2 separate regions of the Canis lupus genome follow, and region 1 is linked to region 2. The links are chromatin contacts, called in public Hi-C maps. All regions are on one chromosome and are shown on one strand. The core of a region is the stretch at or near the end of the contact, and the rest is flanking DNA. Distances in the headings are between cores, read along the strand shown. Region 1 holds the start of JARID2 (protein Jumonji). Region 2 has its middle 90 kb from the start of CD83.

Region 1 (4,917 bases), core at 2,108-4,607, 900 kb after region 2:
CTTTGCCTGGCACACAGAGAGCCTTTTCTGGGCCTGGCTCTTGCTTACCTCTCAGTATCTCATCTTTAGTCACTCCCAAACAAAAATTGGTTCCTATCCATAAATGTAGTGTTTTGGTTTTTGGGGTTATCATGATTTTTTTTCCATGCTGGAGATTTTCTTGGCTTACTTCAAACTACTGAACCCCTATTCATCCTTCAAAACTCCTTAGTTCCTGGTCACCTTTCTTATGTGTTCCCTTTAGTACATTTTTCCATGTTGCTAATTAGCACTTTTTAGAGGTATCACAATCGACTGTTAAGTCTGCCTTTTGTACTCAGCTCAGTGTTTCTTAACAAAGGATTTTAAGGCTTCTCTCTGTGTTGTCAGGGATGAGGACAGTGCTGGCAGGTTCTATAGAAAGGAGTGCACCTAGTGAGGTCTTCCCTCCATCCTGCTTACTCCCCACTGCCTGACTTAAAGGCGACAAGAGAAGTGCTGTGAGGAGTTAAGATCATCAGGAGAAAGGGTGAATTAGATTTATTGAAAACAAAAAAGGAGAAGGAAAAAGAAAGGTAACATACGACTTTGCCACGGTAGCAGGGGAAAGGATGTCCATCAGGAGACAGTGCCTTCCACAAGGGCAATCTGATTTTCCTTTTCAGGGAAAACAACACTAATGTTATCCAAATCTTTTGGAAATGAGCAAGTTCCTTCCTTTCCCCTGCCCTTCAGCCTAAACCAGGAAGGTTTTGTAGTCTGTATTTGTGGTGATCTGGAGTTGTGGTGATCTGGAGTTGGTTGCCCAGCAGGGGGGTTTGCATGCCCGGGACAGAGAAGCCCAGCCTCCGGGCTATTTCAGGGAACCAAGAAACCCACCTTTGTTCTTTAATATTTTGCCTGGGGAATGACAGATCCGACATTAAACCTCTAGAAAACTGGTTAAAACCATAACACTGTGGAGGAGTGCAGACCTCCAATGTACAGGTCGTAATGATCAGAAAATCTTCTGAAAACACCTTGTTGTAACCTAACCATAAAGTCACTTGGGTGGTCAACCCTGAAAAGCCGAGTCTGTTCTGTTCAGTCCTCCCCAGCAAATACACCAGCAAACAAGTTTTGCAATCTTAAGGCACAGAAGGCCATTTATTTTTCCGATTGTGGAATGAACGTAGGACAAAATTATTTTTTCAGAAGGCATTCAGATTTTTTAAAAAGGTAGGGTAATGATTAAAAAGCCTTTGGAAAAAAAAGGCATTTTATTTTGTTGACTGAGAGCTTCCTATAACGTGGCGGGTTTTTAGTTAGTTGTATAATCCTCCCTGGCACCTGGGTGGCTCAGTGGTTGTGTCTGCCTTCCGCTCATGGCATGATTCCGGGTCCTGGAATCCACTCCCATACCCAGCTCCCTGCAGGGAGCCTGTCTGTCTCTGTGTGTCTCTCTGCTTAATAAATAAATAAAATCCTCTCCATAAGGCCTGGCCATCCTGAATCTGTGGACGAGGCTCGCGACAAACCCACGGAAGCCACCTGCTGCCTTTGAGCAAGGGCTAAAGTATTATTTGAATCCAGGTGTCTCACCGCCAGTGTCAGAGACCTTTCTGGACCGTGGTTACCTCCTGAAAACACTGCTGCAACTAACCTTTTAACTGTGTTAACCCGAGTTATTCTACTTTCCAGGTAAGGAGAATCACACGCGATGGGAAGGAGAATAAGATGTAGAGCCACGAGCATAAGGCAGTGTGAGTGACCCCACTTCTCATTTACCCAGAGGGAAGCCCGAGAGGAGATCCTTTAAAACATTACTTCTCTGCAGCCACAGTTAAATCAAGGAGATTTATGTATTTTTAAAAAAGATTTTATTTATTTATTCATCAGAGACAGAGGCAGAGGGAGAAGCAGGCTCCTCGTGAAGCAGGGAGGCCCCTACGGGGCTCGATCCCAGGATCCCAGCCCTAGGGGAAGGGAGACGCTCAACCGACCGAGCCCCGCAGGCACTCCTAAAGCGAGGGCATTTCTGGGGCCGAACGGCTGCGGACGACGCGGGAAGTTGTGTACGGGGCCCAGGAGGCCCGAGGAGACAGCGCGGGGCCTGCTCCTGGCTGCACGTCGGGAGGAGAGAACCCAGCAGGGGTGCAGAGGCAGGTGGGAGGCGGCCGCCCTCGCCGGCTCCGGGGCTCCGGGGCTCCGGGGCCAGCCTCGGGGGAGGGCCGGCTCCGCGCCGCGTGCCGCGCCGGGGGGTGGCCCTTGCCGCGCGTGCGGGTGCGGGTGCGGGTGCGGGGCGCCGGCCGCGGTGACCTCAGCCTACCCCGGGCCGGCCGCAGCAGCCGCGTGCGGAGCCGCGAGGCGGTGTCCTGAGCTGACACCGGCTGCGCGGCACAGGCAGCAGGCGCCGCCGATCAACTAGTTCGCACCGAGGATTCCTCTTGGTGCGTGGCCCAGTTCTCCTTAGGACGGGCTCCAAGCCCTCGCCGCCGCCGCCCCCCACCCCGGGAAGCCTCGCGTCCCTCCCCCGCCGCTCGGCTCCGGCCGGCGCGCGCGCGATTCCTCGATTCCACAGGCAGTTCGCGCCGCGGGTGGGGGCGGGGCGCCGCGGGTGGGGGGCGGGGCGGGGGGGCCGGGGCCCGGGGGGCGGGGGCGGGGGCGGGCCGGCGTGGGGAGTTCCTCGCTCGCGGACCACACGCTCTGCGGGCCAATCCCGAGCCAGCCTCTAGCAGTGTCACACGCGGGACACATCCAAGCGTTTGTTGGCAGGGCCGGCGAGGGGGAGGGGGCGGGGAGGAGGGAGGGGAGTTGAGTGACAGGTTCGCGGGGCAGGCTGGGAATTGTAGTTCTCAGCTCCCGTGGCCATAGCCATTTTGTAGTCGGGGGACTACAACTTCCAGAAGATCAAGGGGACCATTCTAAGGTGCCCCGGGAATAGGCGGCTCTCCCCGGGGCCGGGCGTCCTGGGGCACTGGTATCCAGCAGCCCGGCTGCAGGTAGACGCGACGGCAGGGGCGGGGGCTGGCGTGCGGCGGCCGTAGGGTGAGCGGCAAGCTGGGGAAAAGGGGGTGAGGTGGAGCGACCGAGCGTGCCATGCATTGGGCTTAGGGAGCCTCTCTCAATTCCACTCCCAGGCTCGGCGTGGGAGCGACGCCTGAGGGGTCGCCCGAGAAGGGCTCGTCGAAGCTTCGCGGGCGTCTAGTCGACGGGGCAGCGGGGGTCGCCCGGGCTGGGCCGGGGTCGGTCGGCGCCGGAGGAGGCGGGCGCCCGGCGGCTCAGCTGTGGGAGTTTTCGGCTGGCGTCCGTCGGGGAATTGCCCGAGGAGCCCTAACTTGTATAAAAGCAGAGTCCATTTAAAGTTGGGCTGGCTAGCCCGTCTCTCATTGGTTCGGGGGCTTGGAAAAAAGAGACTCGGCGAGCCCTCGCTGTGGTGCCGCCGCCGCCGCCGCCGCCGCCGCCGGAGTTGACTCTTCTGCTCGCACTGCTGCTGCAGCACAAACGTGACTTCCAACATTTTTTTTTTTTAATTTATCTTTCCCTTTTCTTTTCCAAGATGTAACTACAGATCAGACACTAAGGACCTTCACGTTTCGCTGATGTAGTTTTTGGAGGAAAAAAGGGGGGGAGTGAAGGGCGTCGGTTTTTTTTTTTTTTTTTTTTTTGTGTGTGTGTGTGTGTGTGTTTTCGGGGGAAATTTTCCATTATGAGTGTTTTACTAAAGTGAATTTTTTTTGTTTTGTTTTTTGTTTGCTTCGTTCGTCTTTGGCTCCTTTTTTTTTTTTTTTTTTTTTTCTCCTCCTTCCCAATTTCGGATTTATTTCAAGGCGAATCGGGCTTTGGGGGAAGAGGAAGAAAAGTCGGATTACAAGATCCACCACCACCACCAACAACAATAAAAAACCACCAGGATATTTTTTTTGCAAATTTCTGACGGCTTTAAATTCATGAAGCAATTGTCCCCTTTTGCAATCAGCATTTGGATCTCAGAATGAGCAAGGAAAGACCCAAGAGGAATATCATTCAGAAGAAATACGTAAGTGCTCTTAACAACACATCCTTTGACTTGCAGTTTTAAGCAATGGCTGTGAATGTCAAGTTTATAGATAATTCTGCAGCTGAAGGGTTTTAAACACAGCGTCCGATAAGGCTGCTTCTTTCTTTTCAGAAGAAGGGCTTTTCAGGCAAAGTCGTGTCTGCCTAGTTTGGATGAAAAAACAGATTGGTGTAGCGATACCTCAAGTGAATAAATTGACCTCGAATGACACAACCATAATCTAGTTTTAGATGAAAGGCTAGGGATTTTGGTGGAGCTTGGAGTGGGAGGGGGGTTATGGGGGCTGCGGTAATGTAACTAAACTGCATTCTCGGGCGGATTTGGCCTCATATTGCACTTTGCATGCAAATGAGCTTGTGTTATTATTATTAATGTTATTTGGGAAATCGTGTAACGAGTGTGTGTTGGAAACCCTTTAAGTTGCAATCGAGGGTCCGATTATGGCGATCTTGTTCCTTGCACTGGCACATCAAATTTAATGTATGTGGTCGTTTTTGGCTTATTTGGTTCGCAGCGTAAACCAGTTGGGAATCATGTTACAGCGAATGCATTTGTTGGGATTGACTTTAATAATGGGACTGGTTTTGTTTAAAAATTCATGGTTTCCAGTTTTTTTGGGGGGGGGAAGAGGGAAAGACCTACACTATAGCTAATGTTTTTAAGTAGGTATGTGAATGCATGTGTAAGTGACTACAAATACATTCTCCCTGCTAACCGGGCTTCTGAAATTGGGTGATTATTCAGAGATTTAAATGGCTTGGGATAGTTAAATTTGTTTTGTGCATAGTACAGCTACGTTTTGATTGGCATGGGGAGTGTTTTTGTTTTGTGTATGGCTTTTTTTTTTAAGTTTGGGGGGAGGGTGGGTAGAGGGGGACGGAGGATTAACCAAATATGCA
Region 2 (4,787 bases), core at 1,889-4,388:
CAGTGGTTCAGTTGATATTGCTAGCTTTATGTCCTGGTGGTTTCATTTACAACCTAATTTGTCTTCATCTCCTCCCCTTCCTCTCTAAATGGGGGGGGGGGAGTATATAATATATATATGAGAGTGGGTGATGGAGTGACTTGGCATGTAGGCAGGATGGAATTTGGGAATTATTTAATTTAAAGAAACTCATTTGGATCTGAGGTCCAGAAATGATCATGTCCAATCCCGTGATGACTACATTACCCAGCCTCCTAATTTTATCACTTTGGTAGGTCAGTAAGATTCCTGGACTCGATCAATGTTGTGAAGCCAGTTAAAGGCAGGGCCAGGGTTAGAACTTAGGTCTTCTTCCCTTCGGTGTTTTTTTCATTACACAATCCTATGTTCCATCAGAATATGATTTTGTTTGGGGGCAGAAGGACTGGCTTCATAAATAGGGAGAGAGGAATGACATGTATTTTGATTTTGTAAAGCTGGTGCCTATCTCCCACAGCATATTAATAAATGAAGGAAGAAGATAGGAGTTAAAACTCACAGAAACACACAAAGTTAGAACACTCTGGTTATAAAATTTTGATTTATAATGTTTTAGAACTGGAAGGTACTTTATATATTTTTTAAAGATTTTATTTATTTATTTGACAGAGAGAACAAGCAGGGGGAGCAGCAGAGGGAGAGAGAGAGGCAGGCTCCTTGCTGAGCAGGGAGCCTGACTCGGGATCCTGGGACTCTGGGATCATGACCTGAGCAGCTTAACTGACTGTGTCACCCAGGTGCCCCTGGAAGGTACTTAAAATAATCATCCAGCACAGTGAGTTTCACACTGTGTTCAGTGGAAGCCTGTGTGCCTTGAGGGCCTTCTATGGAGAGAGGAAGAGAGTAAACAGAACTTAGAGCACTAGGGCAAGCCTGTCTTCCTCACCTGTTCTATAAAACGTTGGGATTTTATGTTAGATTTTATTCTACAAGGGGGCTCTGCTTCTTCTTCTTCTTCTTTTTTTTTAAGATTTTATTTATTCATGAGAGACACATAGAGAGAGAGAGGCAGAAATAGAGGAAGAGGGAGAAGCAGGCTCCCTGCGGGGAGCCCGATGTGGGACTCGATCCTGGACCCTGGGATCACATCCTGAGCCGAAAGCAGAGGCTCAACCTCTGAGCCACCCAGGCATCCCAGGAACTCCGTTTCTAAAGATAGTTTGCAAACCTTAAATCTAGGTCAACCCCCCTAATTTACAGAGCAGACTGAGGCCTTGAATCTTCACCCTTGGAGTGGCAAAGCAAGAAACATCCCACTTGAGGGTGGAGGAAACCAAGGTTCAATCTCTAAAAGATCTATAGAAAGTCAGGAATTTCGTCAAGTGGCAGAACCAGATAAACGCTTTTGTTTTTAATTCCCAGCCCATGACTTTCCCCATCAGGTCACATTATTTAAAAACATTAAACAAGTGGGTGACCTTAATTGCTCCCTGATCAAAGGAGTTCCTCAAAGAACAGAGGACCAAAAGGGAGGAGGTCAAGGAAGACGAGAAAGAGATGCAACAATCAAGTAGTGTGGGGTGGATGACCTACACCCAGACTATGGAAAGAAGTTGACCTCACTTTGTTTCTTCATGAGTCCATTTCATTATGCAAGTTCCCTGGTGCAATATTATATGCCCGGGACCTAAACAAAGCCTTGGCTCTTAGAGCTCACCACATATTTGTTAAATCCTCGTACCTTTGGAACCCTTTCCTGATCAAGAACTCGAGTATGGTATGTTTAAAAATCAAATACTATTATCAAATTTGTATAAACATAACCATCAAATACAGCAGACTCATTTCCACACCAAGTGCACAAGGCCTGTTTAGCGAGCGAATCAATGAACTCCGCTGGCAGGGTTGAAATGAAAGAAGAAAATATGACTCAGAGTGGATCACCTTCTCAAAGCCGCCCTGGCAAATCCCCAGGGTGCCTGGGCACCAGGCAAGTTTCCCAGTGGCAGCTGGCACTGCTGATCTCTGTTCCTGACAGAGGGAAGTACACATCCTGCCCATAAGCTGCCAGGCAGATGTTCAATTGCCCTCTGGGGTAGCCTGACCCTGAATGAGCTTAAATAGAAACAAATAAAACCTGGAATCAGAAGGTTCTTATTATATCTTCCCCAAAGTGGTTAGCATTTGTGGTAGCTTATCAAAGAGGACTGTACAACATCTTTCCCTAGGGAATTTTAAGAACAGGATGGCTAGATCCTGCAACTTTTTGGGATATTTTTGTCTCTATAATGACACAACAAGTTGTATTAACAGTTTTGGGCCTTTCAAAGTGCCTTGAGGCAGGGCGAGGATTGGGTGCCCTTCTGCAGCCACAGGCTCCTTGGATTTGTTTCAGAGCAAGAAAACATGAAGTGGCCTCCGAAACCACAAAAAAAAAAAGAGTAGGAGAGCTTCCAGGAGAACATCACAAGGCAAAGAACAAGAGAGATAAAGTGAGAGAGAGAGAGAGAGAGAGAGAGAGAGAGGGAGGGATCCTATCAGCAGGACGAAACGTGTGCAAGTGTGAGAATCTGATGGAAACCATGTTCCCCTCGGATGGTCCTGGTTCTGCCCACAATCTGGGATGGATCCACCTCTGGCATTTCCGAGTGAGGTCTTCCCTGCGTTCAAGGGTGGCCTGGTTTGGGGATCCCCGGGTGGCTCAGCGGTTTAGCACCACCTTCGGCCCAGGGCGTGATGCTCAGGTCCCGGGATCGAGTCCCACGTGGGGCTCCCTGCATGGGGCCTGCTTCTCCCTCTGCCTGGTCTCTGCCTCTCCTCTCTCTCTCTCTCATGAATAAATAAATAATCTTAAAAAAATGTTTACATAAAGGGTGTCCTGGTTTATGTCAACGCGGTGGCATCAGCGTGAAAGTCACGAGGCGCCCTTCTGCACGTGGCTTTCCCACTGAGTCATCAAAACCCAGAACTCCGCGGCCCTCCTCCTGCACCCGCTGCCGCCTGCCTCCGCGGGGGCCCGCGAGCAGCTCCTCGGCCTGCTGCAGGCGGGGCCCCGCCGCCAGGACCTTCGATCCCGATCCCGTGGCGTGGATCCAAGCGGCACTTTCGGTCCCAGGGCTCGGGCCGGGGCAACGAGTCCCCGCGCGGTGCACCCGCCGCCGCCCACCGGGCCCGGGGTCACCGCTCTGCAGCGCGCCAGTGGGAAAGTCCCACGTTGGGGCGCTCGGCTACTCTTAGTCCCTTCCCGGCCCCTCGGCGGCAGGGCTTCCCCGGCCGGAGGCGCACCCCACCCGCGCGGCGCCGATGCAGCCCCGATGCAGCCCCGATGCAGCCCCGATGCCGCCCCGCGCGGCCCGGCCTCTCCCGGGGGCGGGGCGCGCGCGGCCCCGCGGGCTGCCTCGCGCTCCCATTGGCTGCTGCCTGTTGCTAACCCACGTGACCGGCGCCGGCGCGCCCCGCCCCGCCCCGCCCCGCCCCGCCCCCGCCCCGCCCCCGCGGGCTCCCGCTCGGCCGCGCGTTCCGGAGCGCGGCGCGGGCTGCACGGGGCCGGCCTGCGCCCCGCCGCTCGCCCCGCCGCCTGCGCCCACAAGGTGGCAGTGCCGCGCTGTGGGTGCCCCGCCGGGTCCGCGCGAGCCGCCGGGGCCCCGGGCGCCCGTGCGTCCCCTGCTGCAAAAGTTTCCCTGAATGCAAACGCACTGGGTCCTGGGGCTCTCCCGGGCCGCGCTTGGGGAGACCGGCGCTCGGGGGCCGCGATGGCATCTTCTTTGTCCCCACCTCGGACGGTCGGGGTCTGGGGCCTGTCCTTGAGGCAGGTGTGCCGGTGCTCTCAGGAGGGTTTCCTGAGAAAACGTTGCTGCGGTCGGGCCCCGGCGCTGGGACGCTGGGACGCGATCCTTACAGACACAGACAGACATCCCGACAGCATCCTTTGTCGCTCTTCCCGAGGGCCTCCCTCAGCAGAGAAGCAGTCTGCATGCAGCAAAACCCCTAAAGCACCGGCATCCCGGAGGGTGCTCGCAGGCGCCCGGGCCCCGGGCCCCCCGAAGCTCCGACCTCGTCCGACCCCAGCGCGGGCAGCAGGCGTCCTCATTCAGCAAGCGAGGCCTCGGAGGGTCGGTCGACTTTCGTCTCTGCTCCTCCCTGCGTGGCCCGTGGCCGGTCCTACGTTCCCCACTGCAGGGACCCCTACACCCCGCCTCCTCTCACCTTCTCACTTTCAAACAGAATGTTGGGCGGGCTCCCTGGGTGCACGCCCCCTGGGGAAGAGGCAGGTCTGGGCACCCGAGGGCAAGACAGGAACTGGGGCTGTAGTCACCTGTCGGTGGAGAAGGGAAGAAACACGCCCCGGTTTTGCACTCTCTACACCGTGGAGCCCAGATTCCACTCCCTGGCAGTCATGCCCTCCCTGTTGGGCAACCTCAGGTGCCCTCCAGGTACCTTCCCACCGTGCACCCAGTCGGCTTCAACCTAGCATTCATCCACTGGTTGCTAAAGGATGCGGAAGGGGGACTCCGTTCACACGGGCTGGAGTTTCTGCTGAGACTCACACACTGGAGAGAATGTGCCAGATAATGCAGCGCACAATCTCACGAGAGGCACGGACCAGTGTGTAGGATTGCTGGGGGAGCAAGACCAGCATCCTTTACCTCCCGGCTCCAGGGTAGGAGGCCGAGGACCCAGGAGGCACCACCAGTGAACAATTGTTTAAGAAAGGTGTGCACCTGTTGTGTTCTTCTACCTAGGTTGAGGTAAATGAGGAGGGCCCTGGAGGACTACCTAAGGAGCTCTACCGATGTCTCCTGGAGTTC

Evidence for each region. Hi-C and Micro-C count contacts between places; a contact is called where the count stands out from the background.
Region 1: a contact with region 2 is called in a Hi-C map of amygdala, with 6 times the contacts expected there. The contact joins the promoter of JARID2 here to the enhancer-like site in region 2. A contact is called at or near these places in 2 of 9 Hi-C or Micro-C datasets (amygdala and blood).

What each region holds. Positions count from the first base shown.
Region 1 is chr35:15,773,147-15,778,063 of UU_Cfam_GSD_1.0, forward strand. JARID2 (protein Jumonji) reads left to right here and starts at 3,358. Exons shown (of 18, transcript XM_038584207.1): 1 at 3,358-3,997. The coding sequence starts at 3,953.
Region 2 is chr35:14,876,568-14,881,354 of UU_Cfam_GSD_1.0, forward strand. No RefSeq gene overlaps it. Among named protein-coding and RNA genes, the nearest start is that of CD83, 90 kb to the left of the region's middle. Within about 2 kb of position 3,139, at least 13 of the 20 cell types and tissues checked have an H3K27ac peak or open chromatin away from gene starts, as enhancers often do.